2 separate regions of the Mus musculus genome follow, and region 1 is linked to region 2. The links are chromatin contacts, called in public HiChIP or PLAC-seq maps. All regions are on one chromosome and are shown on one strand. The core of a region is the stretch at or near the end of the contact, and the rest is flanking DNA. Distances in the headings are between cores, read along the strand shown. Region 1 has its middle 29 kb from the start of Ripor2. Region 2 overlaps Cmah (cytidine monophospho-N-acetylneuraminic acid hydroxylase).

What was found. HiChIP or PLAC-seq counts read pairs in DNA pulled down with a chosen protein or histone mark.
Region 1: an H3K27ac HiChIP or PLAC-seq map of large pre-B cells shows a contact between it and region 2, with 2.8 times the contacts expected there. The contact joins two enhancer-like sites. A contact is called at or near these places in 3 of 39 promoter capture datasets (hematopoietic stem and progenitor cells, liver and pre-B cells), 2 of 15 datasets of contacts at CTCF or cohesin (CD8 T cells and large pre-B cells), 5 of 484 Hi-C or Micro-C datasets (B cells, the G1E-ER4 cell line, embryonic stem cells and 2 more), 3 of 115 datasets of contacts at active chromatin or transcription factors (large pre-B cells, memory CD8 T cells and pro-B cells) and 2 of 9 other capture datasets (adipose tissue and liver).

What each region holds. Positions count from the first base shown.
Region 1 is chr13:24,607,510-24,612,491 of GRCm38.p6, reverse strand. It overlaps a transcript of Ripor2 not described here. Among named protein-coding and RNA genes, the nearest start is that of Ripor2, 29 kb to the left of the region's middle. Within about 2 kb of position 1,506, at least 4 of the 459 cell types and tissues checked have an H3K27ac peak or open chromatin away from gene starts, as enhancers often do.
Region 2 is chr13:24,336,234-24,341,143 of GRCm38.p6, reverse strand. The region is part of intron 1 of Cmah (cytidine monophospho-N-acetylneuraminic acid hydroxylase); the gene reads right to left. Gm11342 (predicted gene 11342) reads left to right here. Exons shown (of 4, transcript NR_167750.1): 3 at 3,762-3,892; 4 at 4,193-4,445. Among named protein-coding and RNA genes, the nearest start is that of Cmah, 11 kb to the right of the region's middle. Within about 2 kb of position 3,058, at least 98 of the 459 cell types and tissues checked have an H3K27ac peak or open chromatin away from gene starts, as enhancers often do.

The DNA.
Region 1 (4,982 bases), core at 257-2,756, 270 kb before region 2:
TGATGACTATAAGTGGTGAACATGAGCACACATCATCACAATGCAGTAGGGGGATCCTGAGCTCATTATCATAATGGAACAGGGATCCTTAATCCAATATGAACAGGTCTCTTATAAAATGAGGACATTTAAAGAGAGACATGGGAAGAAGAGTGCACCACTTGAGGACAAAGGCAGAGATCTATGAACAATACCATAGACGGCCAATAAAGCACGAGAAGAGACATGAGTGGGCTTTCTCTCTCATCCCTTAGAAGGAATCATCTCTAACGACACTTGACCTCTGGTTTCCAGGCTCTAGAACTATGCAGCAGTGAGTATCACTGTTGAAAACCACCTAGTTCATGGTATACTGTCATGACAGGCCCAGCAAACAACTGTGCTCACGGGTTTGGCTAGTTTTGAGGATTAAATAGAATAATTTAAATCAGGACCACACAAGTTGTAGTAGTTTGAATACAAATGACCCCAATAGTCCCACGGGAAGTGTGGCCTTGATGGAGTAGGTATGAATTTGTGGGATGAAGTGTGTCACTGGGGTGGGTTTTTAGGTCTCAAAGGTCCAAGGCAGGCCTAGTGTGTCTGTCTCTTCCTACTGCCTACCAATCCAGATGTAGAACTCTTAACTACACAGCTCCACATCTGCCTGTATGCCACCATGCTTTACGCCATGAGGATAATGGGCTGAGGAATTTCTGAACTGTAAGCCAGCCCCAGTTAAGTTTTCTTTTAGAAGTGTTGCTGTGATCATGGTGTCTCTTCACAGAAATAAAACTCGAAGACAACAGTGCACAGTAAGTTTCTGTTCTAATCATCCCATCTAAAAGCCCCATGGGGCATCTTAGAGCACATTTCAAAGTCCCTATGGGGATGGAGAATGCACCTTCCCTACGCTGTGATGGTTTTGGTAAGAAGGCTCCCATAAGCTCATCTATTTGAATGCTCAGGGCACAGCATTATTTGAAAGGATTAGAGAGCAGGCTTTGAAGTTTCAAAAGCCTAGGCCAGGCCCAGTGTCTCTCTCTTCCTGCTGCTTGTAGATCTTGATACAGAACTCTCAGCTACCTCTCCAGCCCCCATGCTTCCTGCCATGATAATAATGGAGTAAATCTCTGAAACTGTAAGCCAGCCTCGAGGAAATGCTTTCTTTTATAAGAGTTGCCGTGGGCATGGTGTCTCTTCACAGCAGTAGAACAGTGACTAAGACACATGCCCTATATAAAGTCTCAGTAACCCTCAGTACTCGGATCAGTTACTTTTTTTGCTGCCATAATAGAATGTGATATCAGACAGAGACAAGGACAGAAACACGGTGAAGGAGGAAATTTCCATTTTTGGCTCTCACAGTTCAAGAGGATACAGTTCATCCCAGAGGAGGACGGAAGCTGTGGTTGGGAATGGCTTATATTTGTGGCAGCTGAGAATGATGTATCAGCAGTGAGAGAGTAATAGTATCAGCTGTGAGGAAGCAGAGGGAACAGCTGGTGTATATCTCATAACCGGACTCACTGATCCACGTCTTCCTCTGAAGACACACTTCCTAAAGGTCTCACAATCCCCCCAAATGGTGTTACCAGATGGAGACCAACTACTCAAACACATGAGCCCATGGGAGATATTTTATATCCAAATCATCTCTCCTCTAGTCTCCTTCGCTCCAATTGAGATGTCTTAAAAATAACTAACAAAATCAGGGCAGAAGCTGCGAAGACTCTCTTGAACGCAGAGATACAGAAAACACAGCCTTTGTCTCCAGATTTTACAATCACCTGAGAAAGAAGCTGTGCATGTTTGATGGTTAGGTGAGGAGAAAAGTTAATGGAATTAGATAATGCATTTATATGTAAGAATTTCCTGAATATTACACAAACTAAGAAATCTTATACAACACAAATAGTATGATTGAATTTATATAAAAATCCCCAAGTGGGCAGAATGGAAAAAGAACATGTGTAAGTAAAAGCTAACATATATACAATGCTGCATATAGCTCTAAACTTATTGGCTTACTGAATTTTTACACCAAGCCTATACACAGGTATAATTAGTATCTGCAATTTAAGGTTCAAAGAGTAAAGTGGCTTGCCCAAATCTTGAGTCTGGTAAGTGGCAGAGAGGCTGACATTTGACCCAGGCCTCAGAGTCCACATCCTTCAATACTACACCATGCTGACCAGAATATCTGTAAGGAATAAGGGTAATGGGCTTTGTTTTCAGCTCCCCATTGCAAGTCTTTGCTTACATGGCTTCCTTACCCAGAAGGCCCCTCCTATCTGGTCTCCCAACTTGGAAAATGTCTACTTATCTTCGGAGCTTAGTTCAAGAGCTATCTCTTTCATGAACCCCCGAATTAGTTACATTTTTTTTCATTGCTGTGACCAAATACCAGATAAAAGGCAAAGTCAGAGAGGGGAGGCATGGTTCATGGTTTGTGAGCTATAGTTCATCACAACAGGGAGGGTATGGGGATCACTGGCTGCAAGGCAGCATGAGTATGAGGCAGCTGCTTGTTCACATCTCAGTGGCCCAGGAAGCAGAGAGGAAGGGACAGGGAGAGGGGAAGGAGAGAGATTCAGGAGTGTGCTTGTTTCTGTTGAACACTCGACAAAAGTAGCCCTAAGGGAGGAAGGATCATTATGCATGCAGGCCATCATCTCCAGGAAGTCAAGGCTGGACTTCACAGCCACTGCGAAGAGCAAAGAGAGAATGAGGGCATGTATGCTTGCTTTTGTTCAGGCTTCTTCCTCTCCACCTGTACACAGTCCAAGACTCAAACCAAAGGAACAGCTCCTCCTATAGCGGTGGGCCTTCCCACCTAACTTAACACAATCAGGAAGAAACGTCACAGGCATGACCATGGGCCAACCCGATCTAGACAGCGCTGCATTGGGGCTCTCTTCCCAGGTGATTCTAGACTGTGACAGGTTGAGGACCCAAACTGACATTATTTATTTATTTTATGTTTTTCATTTTTTTCCTGTGGTGAGTGTGTGTGTACATGTTTGGAAACCTAAATTTGATGTTAGAAATCTTCCACTTTTTCTTGTAAGCTAGCATCTCTCAGTTACATGGTTAGTCTCTCTAGCCACCTTTCCCTGGGGATCCCACGTGTTTGCCTTTTCAGGTCGGAAACCCAGTTGCGAGGGTTTAGGGAGCTGTACGCTGGCCCCCATGCTTGCGTGGTAAGCATTTTAGCTGCTCAGAACCATATCCCCAACCCACAGTGCTAATCACTCTTATTTTGCAATACACTTTTTATCATACTTGACATATTGCAATTATGTATTTTATGGAGTGCACAGTGACATTTAAATACATGTATCCAACGTGCAGTGATCAGATTGAAGTAATTGCCCTTTATCGTCTCAGACATTCGTCACTTCTTTGTGCAGAGGGAGCTGTGACTAAGAAGGAAGGGGTACATCTGAAAGGGAAAGTGAAGCCCAAGTTTCTCAGTGAGGCAGACAGCAGTAAAAGCAGTTTAAGAGGAGAATAACATAATTTGCTTCCAATCAATGTGAGGATGCACCTCAGTCACTTGGACCAAAGGCTGATTGGTCACACGTGGGCTAAGTCTCACTGTAGACCTTCACATAAGCTCAGGGATGGGCAACATTTGGGTACTCTATATTCTTCCTGTTATGTAAGTCTGATGGCAATTGTGCAAGGCCTGCTTCTTGCCCTGAGAAACTGCTTCCTTCTTGCATTCACTCATTCATTCATTCATTCATTCACTCATTCATTCATTCATTCATTTGAAAAATAATAATGATCTATCTACCAGAGCTTAGGTGCAGTGGGAAGCTCTGAGGTAAAAGTATTTGTGCTTAGTGTATCTATGCATGACAAGGAATATTAACAAAAGGTTATTATCTTTTGGTATGAAGAATTAGGTTGCAATAATCTCAGTCTGTAATTTGTGTATATTTTGTGCATGTGTGTGTATATGTGTGTACATGTGTTTTGCCTGCATTATGTATAAATACCATTTGCATGCCTGGTACCTATGGAGATCAGAAGAGGGCATCAGATTCCCTGGAACTGGACTTAAGGATGGTTGTAAATTTCCATGTGGCTGCAGGGAGTCAAACCCAGGTCCTCTACAAGAGCAGCCAGTGCTCTTAACTGCTGAGCCATCTCTTCAGCAATTTTTTCAACAATTTTTTTTTTCAGATTTACCAACTTAAGAACAGGGGAGAGAAGATGAACTAAATAGATGTAAAAGAAGTAGAAAGAAGAACAAGGTAGGAGAGAGGAACTGAAACTGTGGAGTAGCTGGAATCACGGGGGAATACTGAAAAGATTGCAAAGCTAGAAATAACCTTTTCGTTGGGCGACTTTGCCAGCAAAAATACACATAAGATGTGTCTAATTGCAAAGTGCTGTGACCACAAGATCATGGCCACCAACAGTACGGCTGTCCCAGTGATTCAAAGAGATGATAACAGCCCTCTCCAGGCCTTTCAGGCTTCTTGCATATTGTTCCAACTTCAGGGTATCTGGACTTTCAGCAGATTAGAGCATCAATAATTGTGAAGAGTTTGGAATGTAGCAGGTCCAGAGTCAAATTATCTTGGGCCATCTTCAGTCCTCTTAATAGCCATTTGTTGCCCGTCTCTCTTCCTGACCTAGAGACTTTGTGAGCACTAGGAGAATCATTGGAAGGTATACGAAGCACTTGTTTTCCTTAGGAAAGTATTAACTGAGCAGATCTTTGGCTTCTCCCAGTCCAAAAGCTGAGTCATCACATAGTATGTGAGGCTGGGGCTGAGGCTTCTCCACTTGGTTGTCAACCTGTCTCCATGACGATTGATCCCACCAAAGACTTCAAAGCATCTTGATGTATATCCTTTATTCTGCTACTATAAAAACTTCATGATATTGCTTTCACATTGTATATGCAGTTTGGGGGAACCCAAGTCTCTGTTGCCAGGCCATGATCACCCATATTTTCTCCTGAATATACTTTCTTCCTTCCTTTT
Region 2 (4,910 bases), core at 1,809-4,308:
GGAGTGTTTTCCTGAAGTGAACACAGGTGAAAGACTGAGGCACACTCACGACGGAACATTTCACTGAAGCTGACCCAGGAGAAAGGGTATTCTGCTAAAGCAAGAACATGAAAGAGCACATGATAAAAGATTCTTTGCTAACAACACATATGTATTAGTTTGCCTTACATTGCATAGTTGAGCTGCATTTGTCAAGACTCCACAAACTCATGCTGATTAGATACACGTGCTGAGGTAAGACCTGCAGAGGGCACATGATGCCTGGAGGGTATAAATAGGACTCGATGGACAGTGAAGAAGACAGAGCTTGGTTTGCTTATAGAGCTCGCTGTTCAATGCTTGTGGGTCTTGTATCTTTGCTGATCTTAACTTCCCCAAGAAAGGCACAGCAGAGAACTTCTGGTGTCCCTCATGGTCCCTCCTGCTGACTTGAGCTGAGGCTGAGGCCTGGCTGTCTCTGCTAAGTAGTACCACTGTTGCTGATTCATGTTTGCTATCACGACTCAAATGAAACTGTGCTGCTGGCATATCTGTGAAATGTTTTCGAGTGGATCGAGCTGCCGTTGCTAACCTGGAAGCTGCTGATAGGAGTTGCCCTAAGGAACCTTTCTAAACAGGTCCATACTCCCAACCCCCATCCTTTCTTTCCCACTACCTCTGGTGGGTGGTGGGCTAAAGGGGATGTTAAAGTGTTTAAGAACCATTATTAAAAATAAGGTTTGAAAAACTTAAAGTTACATGTGTGCCAGGCTAGAAACCCCCTCAATTGCTTGCCATTTCCTATAAAACCTTGTCCTGGTGAGAGCTTGAGGCTTCACCCTCCATTTCTGCTGTGTCAGAGACAGCTGTGTGGCTCAAGCTTGAGACCCTACTGGGATTGCATCAGAATTGACTCCTTGGTGGCCTTTTAGGATTCACAAGTCAGGCACAACACTGAAATAGGTATCTAGTCTTCCATTTGTGACTCCCTTTCATTGAGTATTTGGTTTGTTTCCAGGAGAGTTCCCAGTGCTATTGGCAGTCCTGTTAGAACCATAAACACTGACCAGATAACAAGGGCAACAATCCAAGGGAGAGCAAAGCTAAAGTTCCCACAGAAAATAAAGTCAGGATGCTGATTGATTCATATTAAATTCTAGCTTAATTGCTTAAAAATGGTTTTATATGGCTGGAGAGAGCACTTAGTAGTTAACTGTGTATTCTGCTCTTGCAGAAGACTGGGTGGAGTTCAGTTCCCAGCATTCAGGTTGGGAGCTTACTGTCACCTGTCATTCTGGATCCAGGGGAGCCCAATAATGAGCCTCCTTGGGCATATGCGTATACCCCACACAGATATACGTATATGCATAAGTAAAAATAAAATAAGCCTTTAAAAATACCCTTTACAAAAGCACTTTTTATGGATACTAATGAGAGATGGCCCAGTGGTTAAGATGCTATTATGTCATGAGGACCAGAATTTAGATTCCAGCACCCACATCTGGCAGCTCACAAATGCCTATACCTCTAGCTCCAAGGGATTTGATGCTCCAAAGGTATCTGAACATACAAGTATACATATACTCCCCCATATACGTAAATAACAACAACAACAAAATAATGTACTACACACAGAGAACGGAGAAACCACCATCGCAAACAGCTCTAAGTCTCCATTGAATTTTATCATATTTTAACATCTTTGTTTCAGACACAGGAATTTTTTTCTATTGCCTTTTATCTCCCTCCCTGACCCCTTTCTCTTTCCTTTGGTTTCTCAGTGTAGCCTTGGCTTTCCTAGGACTCACTCTGCAGACCAGGCTGGACTTGAACTCACAGAGATCTGCCTCTGCCTCCTGAGTGCTGGGATTAAAGGCATGCACCACCATGGCCCAGCTCTAATGCTTTTTCTAAAGAGTTTGCAGATACAGTGTGGACTTCATATATTTTTCAGTCTGGAAAGGTTGTTGCAATCTTATCAATTACTTTACATTGTGATATCCCTTTGATTTTCTATATAAATAATCATATTTATGCAAATCAGACAGTATTTTCTCTCTTACAGCTGTCTGACAATAATGCTTATTTGCAGTTTTAGGAATTGAGACTATGACCTTGCTCTTGATAAACAAGTTCTCTGCCACTAAGGTGCAACCCCTGTCCTGGTGTACACTCTATGCTGGGAGCTCTTCAGCACTTCTGACTTCTTTACCCAATCTCATTCAGGTGCCATCTGATGGTGCATCTGTGCCCTGAGGATTGGCTCAGCAACATCACACAAACAACACAAAAGGAGGAGAGGTTAACACTCCATGAACATTGACAGATGGGAACTCAGGAAGTGGAAAAAGGCTTCACCCTTCCTTTTCTCGCAAATGGTTCTGGCAGGCAGGTTCAAGGCTTCTGAGAGAAGACATTTTCTCTCCCCCTTTGGGGCCCCACTGTTGATTGCTGGCATGCTTGCCTTGTTTCTGACGTGTTTCAGTAGGAACACGTCTACTCTTGGATGGAGAACAGTATTAGGAAACTCACAGCCAGTGTGTATCTGGATTCTAAGTAATTCATCTTTGTTGTCAGCTTGACTGACCTTAGAATACCCTGGGAGACTTACTTCTGGGAACATTTGTGAGAGCTTGTCCAAAGATTACAGAGACAAGAAGACCCGCCCTGCATGTGAATGACTCCACCCCATGAGCTAAAATTGAAGAGGAGGAAGGAAACTAAGCAGAAGTCCACCCAACTCTCTGCTTCCTGATCTGCCCAGATGTGGGCACACAGTTGTATCAAGCTCTACATGGCACCCTCACCAAAGACAATTCTGCCATTTTGCCTTTCCTGCTACTATAAACCTCAAACCTGGAACCAAAATAAACCCTTGTGCTGTTGAGTTGTTAATCACAGAGGCGAAAAAATAACTAATACACTTCCCAAAAGACAGCCACTGCTGATGAACAAGGGGCCATTCTCTACATCAGCCTTTCCCCCTTAAATACAAAGGGGTACTAGTGGCTGAGGTGGCTAGCGTGACTCCCCTCTTTAAAGAATGATCAGATGACCCATATGTCAAGAACAGAGGTCAGCTGAGTCCTTAGTACAGAACCATTGCCACCTAGTGGCAGCCCAGATTATAATGGGACTCTTGTACCACAGAAAGGGGAGTGTTTCTTCCTCATCAAAATTAATTCTAGTCCAAATTTGGATCTGCTCTCAGAGTTGGGACGTATCACACAACACCACTATCCTGTGTTGCTTCCTCACCATTGTCAACTCAATGGATCTACAGTCATCTAGGAAACAAACTGAGGTGTGTGTGTGTGTGTGTGTGTGTGTGTGTGTAAGCATTCTCAGAGAGGTTTAACTGCAAGGAAAGATTTACGTTGAACTTGGGTTGTACTCTCATGGGCTGAGATTCTGGAGAGAGTAAAAGTGATTTGAGTACCACCATCCCCCTCCCCCCACTCTTTTTCTCTCTTGCTACCATGCCTTCACCATCATGATGGACTATACCCTCAAAGGATGAACGAACCCCAATAAGCCCTTCCTTAAGTTTCCTCTGTCAGATATTTTGTCACGGTGACACCATGGTAATACAATCTTCGTGGTAGTCCATGGATTTTTGCTTCACAGCACATCCTTGTGGAGTGCACTGGTTTTTATCAGCACTGTTTTGAGGCAGGGTTCACTTTGATGCAGGGCTCACATAGTTTAGGTTGGCCTCCAACTTGCTATGTAGCCAAGAATCACTTTGAACTCTCAATTCTCCTTCTTCTCCCAACTGCTAGGACCACAGGTGTGTGCCACGACAGCTTCTCCCAACTGCTAGGACTGCAGGTGTGTGCCACGACAGCTTCTCCCAACTGCTAGGACCACAGGTGTGTGCCACGACAGCTTCTCCCAACTACTAGGACTACAGGTGTGTGCCAAGACAGCTTCTCCCAACTGCTAGGACCACAGGTGTGTGCCACGACACCTGCTCAATCTCACTGGATTGACCCATGTCCTAGAAAACAAGGGGATCCCAGGTAACAGGCTAGGAATGGGCTAACCAAAACTCAAGTTTTAAATGTACCAGTTAGGGTATAATAGTCTAGAAGAATATGCTCTCACAGACAGCCACTAGTAAACGTATATGACAGGCAATGTATGATGTCATTCCTCCTGCCAGTCTGGCTTTCTAGAGGAGGATAATTCTGCTCATTCTCTTATCTAACAGTTGCAGGATTCTTCATCTCCTTCCATGATGCTGAGTTCTGCTGGTTGGAGGCCAGGAGTGCCAACAACAACTATTGGGTTTCCTCCTACTACTGAAGTGAAGGGCACAGAAAGACAATGACAAGTCGCCGGGATGACAGATTCAGATTACTAAAGGGAAATCAGGTTGCTAGTACATAGTAGTGCTTAGAAAGTCTATGCTGAAACTCAAAGACAACTTGTGCTATTAAAGAATTCATGTGTTCACCTATAAAGAAGTCCAGAAATACACAATGGAGACAAAATAAACAGCATCTTCAACAAATGGTGCTAGTTAACCTGGGCAGCCGCATCTAGAAGATCCAAATAGATCCATACCTGTCACCTCACACAAAACTCAACTCCAAATGGATCAAAGGCTTCAACATAAAATCAAATACACTGAACCTGATAGAAGAGAAAGTGGGAAATAGCCCTGAACTCTTTGGCACAGAAAAAGACTTTCTGAACAGAACACTATTAACATGGTCACTAAGATCCACAATTAATTAATTGGACCTTGTGAAACTGAAAAGATTCTGCATGTCAAAGGACAGCATTATTCAGACAAAGTGGCAGCCTACAAAATGGAAAATGTTTTACCAACTACACATTTAATAGAGGGCTACTATTCAAAATATAGGGAAAAAAATCTAAAAAAAAAAATCCTAGGTATCAAGGAAACAAATACCTCAGTTAAA